Regions from separate parts of the Pan troglodytes genome. Here region 1 is linked to region 2. A link is a contact called in public HiChIP or PLAC-seq data. All regions are on one chromosome and are shown on one strand. Each heading gives the region's core, a stretch centred on a gene start, on an enhancer-like site or on the middle of the called end of the contact. The rest is flanking DNA. Distances are from core to core; before and after follow the strand shown. Region 1 holds the start of CORO1C (coronin 1C). Region 2 holds the start of SART3 (spliceosome associated factor 3, U4/U6 recycling protein).

The links. HiChIP or PLAC-seq counts read pairs in DNA pulled down with a chosen protein or histone mark.
Region 1: a contact with region 2 is called in an H3K4me3 HiChIP or PLAC-seq map of stem cell-derived excitatory neurons, with 2.2 times the contacts expected there. The contact joins the promoter of CORO1C here to the promoter of SART3 in region 2. A contact is called at or near these places in 1 of 7 Hi-C or Micro-C datasets (stem cell-derived neural progenitor cells) and 1 of 1 datasets of contacts at active chromatin or transcription factors (stem cell-derived excitatory neurons).

Annotation. Positions count from the first base shown.
Region 1 is chr10:115,539,232-115,542,505 of NHGRI_mPanTro3-v2.0_pri, forward strand. CORO1C (coronin 1C) reads right to left here and starts at 1,389. Exons shown (of 11, transcript XM_001147913.8): 1 at 1,231-1,389. LOC107967635 (a long non-coding RNA gene) reads left to right here and starts at 1,974. Exons shown (of 4, transcript XR_001708260.4): 1 at 1,974-2,143; 2 at 3,165-3,257.
Region 2 is chr10:115,368,653-115,371,699 of NHGRI_mPanTro3-v2.0_pri, forward strand. It overlaps SART3 (spliceosome associated factor 3, U4/U6 recycling protein), which reads right to left and starts at 1,468. Exons shown (of 18, transcript XM_016924118.3): 1 at 832-1,468. The coding sequence starts at 1,143. It overlaps ISCU (iron-sulfur cluster assembly enzyme), which reads left to right and starts at 1,440. Exons shown (of 5, transcript XM_509343.5): 1 at 1,440-2,719. The coding sequence starts at 2,606.

The DNA of each region.
Region 1 (3,274 bases), core at 139-2,638, 170 kb after region 2:
GCAACACGTAGAGCAAGCACTTTAGACACCACAAAACAAGGGCAGCCTACATTACGGCCAAATATAGGATGTGTTTCTAAATCGTGATGCTGTAAAGCCTACGATTCCTTTTCCAGCGTTTAAAATCCTTTGAACACTCCCAAAAAAGGATGGCAGGGCCAGCGCCTCCCTCCAAGAGGAAGCCCCTTTCTTCTCAGCTCTCACCGCAGCCTGCCACTTCCCCCAACACATTCAAATCATTTGAGAGACGGAGAGCTGGGGAGCGTGCGCCGGTGGGGACAGGCGGGAGAGCTCGGTTTCTGCATTCCCACCCTCCACGTCTGACCTCATCCTCAGTCATTTCGGCGCAGCGAGGCCCCACCTGCACCTCGCTCCTTTTTACTGCGTCCCTCGCCAGCTGCCCCGCTATTAGGGAAACACACCTCTGAATCACCCAGTTCACTCGGACACCCTGGGCCCCCGATCCGACAGCCTTCCTGCTTCGTTCCTCCCCTCCCAACCCCCAGCCAGTCCCAGCCCTCTGCTCCCTTGGCCCGGCTCAGCCTCTTCCCAAGCCGCCCCCACCCACATTACTCCAGCTCCAGCTCTGCCCCGCCCCGCCTGACCCCCAACCGAGATCTGCAGGGCCCAGAGCTGGTCTCGCACCCAAAGCCAGGAAACCCGCAGGCCAGGCGGCCGCCCTCGCCCCTCCCGACGCAGGGCCCAGCTCGCCCCGGCCCCACGTGAGCCCGGCCCCTGCCCGCCCCCACCCACTCGTTCCCTGGGGCGGCCCAAACCCAGTCCCCAGGCCTGGAGCCCCCGGGCTCTGCGCCTCGCCCGAAGCAGCCCTTCCCTCCCAGCACCTCGCCCAAGCAGGCGATCCCTGACCCCTAAAAGCCTTCCCTGGGCAGCCTCGTCCCACCTCGGCCCGCGGCTGCGCACCCGGCCAGGAGCGTTCCGGACCTCGAAAGCCTCCTCCCCACAGGGACCCTGCTTCACGCTCCCCACGCCACCTGGTTCGGTACCCAACTCCCTTTCCCCGAGCCCCCGACAGCAGCCCCCGGCCCTAACCCCTTGCAACCCAGCCCGTGAACCCGCGCCCCGCGCGCCCACCCAGCCCTGTCCCCTCCACCTAGCCCTGCCCCTCGCCCCGCCGGCTCCTGTCAGGCGGCGCAGGCACATGCTCAGAGGACAGGTCCGCCCGCCCGACTCGCTCTCAGGCTGCCCCCGCCGGGGGCGCGCGCCGCTCACCCGGGCCGAGGTGCCTGAGGCGCCGCCGCCGAAGTCCCCGCTGCAAAGCCGGGCGAAGCCTCCAACCGCTGCCGCCTCCCGCCTGGCACTGAGCGCCGTGCGGGGGAGGGGCGCGGGCAGCCGCCACCGCCCCCGCCACCGCGCGTAGGCCCCGCCCCCGCGCCGCGCGGGGCCCAACCAGGGCTGCCGGGCCGCTGTGCGCCACGCCCACTTCCGGAGGGGAAGCCCGCTTCCCACCCCACGTTCCACGCCTCGCTACGCCCCCTCTGGTCGCGCCGAGGGATGCAGGCGGTGCCCAAGCGCACGCCCCGCTCTCCAGTCATCCTAGTGGTAGAGGGCCACGCCCACAGGCGCCTCCGAGCAACGCCCACTGCTCCTTAGACCCCGGAGCGGGGTTCTTAGAGCCCCGCCCACTGACCCGCTAGGCTCTGCAAGGCCACGTCCCCTGGCTCCTCAAAGATTCCCCCAGAGCCCCTCAATACAGGAACATTAGCTCCTCTGAGCCCCGCGCACTGCCTATCCAAGTCCTTAAACCAGCCTCCTGCTTCCCTAAGCCCGGCTCCCCTCCCACTGCTTCAGAACTCGCCCAGCGGCCTCACAAAGCCCCGCCCCGTCTTCCAGAAGCCCCGCCCAAGGACCGCAACCCTATTCCTAGCATCTCAAGCCCCGCCCACTACCCCATCTCAACGTTTAAACCTCAAGCCCCGCCCCGAATTCGCGAATCCACGCCTCTGGCTCCCGACGCTCCGCCCTGGCTCCGTCACACCCTACCACCACCTCCCTTGAGGACTGCCGACGTTCCAGCCCTCCCTGAACCGTCCATTGTCACATTCCTAGTGCAGAGTGGCCGCCCCTGGGCTGGGCCACACCCACGTAACCCCAAAGAGGGCCCGTGATTGACCCCATTTCGCAGGTGAGGGAATGGAAACTTCAGGGTTCCTCCCTTCCTTTCCCTGGCCAGAGTCCCTTAATAACTCGGCGGCCCAGGCCTGAAAGTCGGAGCACGGGAATTTGAGCCTCAGCTCTGCGGCCGTCAGACTGTGTGACCTGGGACAGTTCTCTTACCTCTTTGGGCCTGAGTCCCCTAATCTTTAGCATGAAGAAGTTGTCCTGTTAATAGCTAAAGTCCCTTTCTGAAACATCAAGCTCTGAAATACCGAGATTTGAGGAAACAGAGCCTGGGGAACCGAACCGACTGTGGGGTAGGGCTATTTACTTCCCAAAGCAAGGCATCTTTGCCATTCACAGGGGGATTTTTTATTTTAAGCGTCAGCCTCAGAAACGTGTGTTATTTAAATTAAGCTCGACCTGAACTAAGACAGCTATCACAGCAAATTATTTATCCTCTCTAAGGGTCAGTTTCTTTATCTGTAAAATGGGGATAATAACAGCCCCTCCCTCACAGGGTTCCATGAGATCATATTAGCAGCCATGGTCATGGCATTACTTTTTGCCATTAAAAGGAATGGCAAAAACCGCGATTACTTTTGCACCAGGATAATAGTAATATACTTATAAGAGTTCCTGGATTGTGATAAACGCTCGACAGTACCTGTTGCTGCTACTGCTGGGACTCAACAAAATGAAAGGATGGGTTTTATTTTGCCTTCAAGCAGCCACTCCTAATAGGAGGAATTCAGCACCCTTCCTGCAGTAAGATTTGCCACTCACTTTATTTAAATGAGATAAACGTGATGAAACGCCTACTGCAGTGCCTGCCATATGGTGAGGCTCAAAAACAATTCACTTGTTTTTGTTTGTTTGAGACACAGTCTTGCTCTGTCGCTCAGGCTGGAGTGCAGTGGGGCAGTCCACGGCTCACTGCAGCATGGACCTCCCGGGCTCAAGTAATCCTCCCACCTCAGCCTCCCACGTAGCTGAGACTACAGGCACGCGCCACCATGCCCAGCTAAATTTTTAACATTTTTTTGTAGAGATGAAGTCCTGCTATGTTGCCCAGGCTGGCCTCAAACTCCTGAGCTCAAGAGATCCTCCCACCTCGGCCTCCCAAAGTGTTGGGATTACAGGTATGAGCCACTGTGCC
Region 2 (3,047 bases), core at 218-2,717:
TTCTGGAGTTATCAGCCATGGGATACTAAACTTTCACTCCCGATTTCCCTACCCACACCTTTATTGACTTTCTCTCAGATCATCCTAATTTAAATGTGCCACCTATTTCCTGCTGAGATCCTGGATTATACAGTAGATATCACCACCTCATAAGGTTACAAGTGAGAGACCATGTTATGACTAGATGCTAGGCACTGAGCTATGGTTACTGTTACAACAATTATATTATGCAGAAATTGTTGCTCCCAATCTGCAGATAAGGAAGTCGAGAGGGTGAGAGAAATTAAGAAATTCTTACAAGCACATACAAGAGTTGAATAGCTAGAACTGAGGCCTTAACCTCCAGAACCAGAAACCTTTCCATTTCTATTATCACCATCGCGGTCAATATTTTTCTTACCACAAGTTTCATCATCGCCGTCATTCCTACATAACAAAATAACACTCTCTTGCGAATGAGTTTATTTCTACTGTTGGACGTGTGGTTAAGAGTGGGAGTTCTGGAATGGGATCAAAGTACAAGGCCTGACTTGCAGAAAGTGTTATCCTGAGCAAGAGACTTTCCTCCACGAGCCTCAGTTTCCTCCAGTAAAATGGGGATAGATAACAGGGCTTCCTTCACAGGGTCGTGGCGAGGATTCAATGAGATAACGTTTGCAAGGCAATGGGCAGGCAGTAAGCACTCAAATCCGACAGGAGCTACTGTCACGAAAAGCGGGTTTGCAGCCTTGGCGGCTTTATCGCCGCCGAGGACTAGGGAGGCGGGCCAGGACATGGGGACCCGAGGACCTGAAAGACTGGAAGATGCCCGCTGCCCACCCCCGGGCCCACCTGCTCCTCCAGTCTCTCAATCTCCAGCTGGTTTTTCTCCTCCTCTTCGTCATATTCCCACTCGTACTCCCCGGGGGAGCTCTCCGCGGAGGAAGCCATGGCGTACTCATCCCCATCGCTCTCGCTCACGCCTTCCTCCTGCTGATCCCACGCTGGCCCCATGGTCTTGTATGTCGCAGCGGCCACAGCCCGCGATAACACCTTCCTCCTTGTCCTAGCCGCCTTAACCTCATCCTCCTCTCCGTCAGCCTTGGGCCCAGCCTTGGACTCAGCCTCGGGTTCTGAAGCCGAGGTTTCGGCCGCAGTCGCCATCTTGCGCTTCTAATGACTCTCGGGTCTTCCCGCGGCCGCGGAAGACAGGCTGAGGCAGAAGCTGCCCGCGGCGCGCGCCTTATCAAAAGCCCGTTTTCTTGCCATTGAAAGAGAAACTGGGAACTTAGATAACGGGAAAATCTCCACATACACTAAATTCACATTATTTTATACCCTTGTAAAAGCTCCCACCAGATAAAAAAACTCATTATAATGGCATGCGTTCCGCCACAACTTCGGACAGAAGTTGGGTCTTTGGGCAGGAAGTGGAAGCCATAGAGGAAGTCATGGAGCGAGAGTGATGTCTGTAGTGAAGAATTTGGCGCCATCTTGAGAAGGTCAAAGTGATTCTTCGATTAAATGCCTTACTTATCGCCTAGTGTGACCTGGCGCTTGGGTTTACTCTCCCCAGCAACTGCGCCTCAAACGCAAAGAAAACTGCAGGTCCTCGGGGAAGGATCGATTTCACCATTCAAGAGAAAAATCCATTTCCCAGATTCCTCCCCTTTATGTAAACGTCTGGTACCTAGTAGACGTTAAATACACGTGAGTTTTCCGGTTTTATAAGATCACATACTGCAAACCAACAGTAAATTACATTAATACGCATTTCTTTAGAAATTCTTAATTGCTAGGCACTGACATATAAATTGAGTTTGCTGTTTAGAGAGAAAAATAGACATACTTTTTTTTTCAATCAGGACATGGTATTCGTTTCCTTCTTAAGCTTCCCACTTTTGAGGTAGGAAAGTATTGGTGTGTGTCTCTATCTCTACCTTGCTCCCTCATTAGCAGGCTTAATGGGCAGGAATTATGTCTGTTTTGCTTTCCGTTGGATCCCCGGGTCTAGTAGAGCGCCTTGACACATAGTAGGTACTCGACACAGATGCTGGCTTCATGATGAAGCAATTGTCCTCGAATTAATACAAAAGGGAAGATTCAGACTTAGCGAGCCGGTACCATTCGTCTAGGGACACACAGCCAGGAAGGAACCGAACCAGGATTCTAACCCAGGATTACCCAAGTTCGAATTCTAATTGAACATAAGTCCTTAGCGACCTTGGACGGAGTTACTAAACTGCCCTGAATCTCGGCTTCCTTAGCTGCAAAATAGGGTTAGGAAAAGTGGACTCGGTGCTCCTCTGCGCCGCATTCCCGCAGCGGGCTTTGTGAAAGCGAACTTGAGCCCCACACTGCAGAAGCCTGAGGTCCTGTCTCAACCAGAATCCAGCACCCAGGACAAGCCCTCCAGCGACTTCAGACCTTCCCGCTCCCGACCCCGCCCGCCCCCGAGAGGCGTGGTCAAGGCGGGGCCAGAAGGCGGACGCGTGCACGGAGCGGTAAGGCGCAGGCGCAAAGCTTCGGTGACGACAGAGAGGCGCGCTCCCAGCTCGGAGCCGACTCGCAGACGCGCCCCGCCCCTCGGCGTCGCTCTGGACTGGCGCAGGCGCAAGCCGGCAAGATGGCGGCGGCTGGGGCTGGCCGTCTGAGGCGGGCGGCATCGGCTCTGCTGCTGCGGAGCCCCCGCCTGCCCGCCCGGGAGCTGTCGGCCCCGGCCCGACTCTATCACAAGAAGGTAGGGACAAAAGAGGCGACGCGCGGAATGCCGACTCGGCGGAGGCCTGGGCTGGAGGGGCGGCCGCGGGGTTCTGCGCAGCTAGGACTGGGAGCTGTCCCCTCCTACGTCTTTGCCCTGACTCGCTTTCCCTTGCTGCGCAGTGGGGCTCACTGCAACTGATAAACAACAGTTACCGCTCATCGGGCGGCGACTTCCAGGGGGCCCCGCCGCTGGCCGCGACTTCGTGCGTCCCAATTTTAAATTCGCCAACAGCCCAGGAGGCAGGGTCCTGTTGGGACTTGTCTTTCTGAGTCCAGGGACAGACACACCCCCGGAGCGGGCTCCG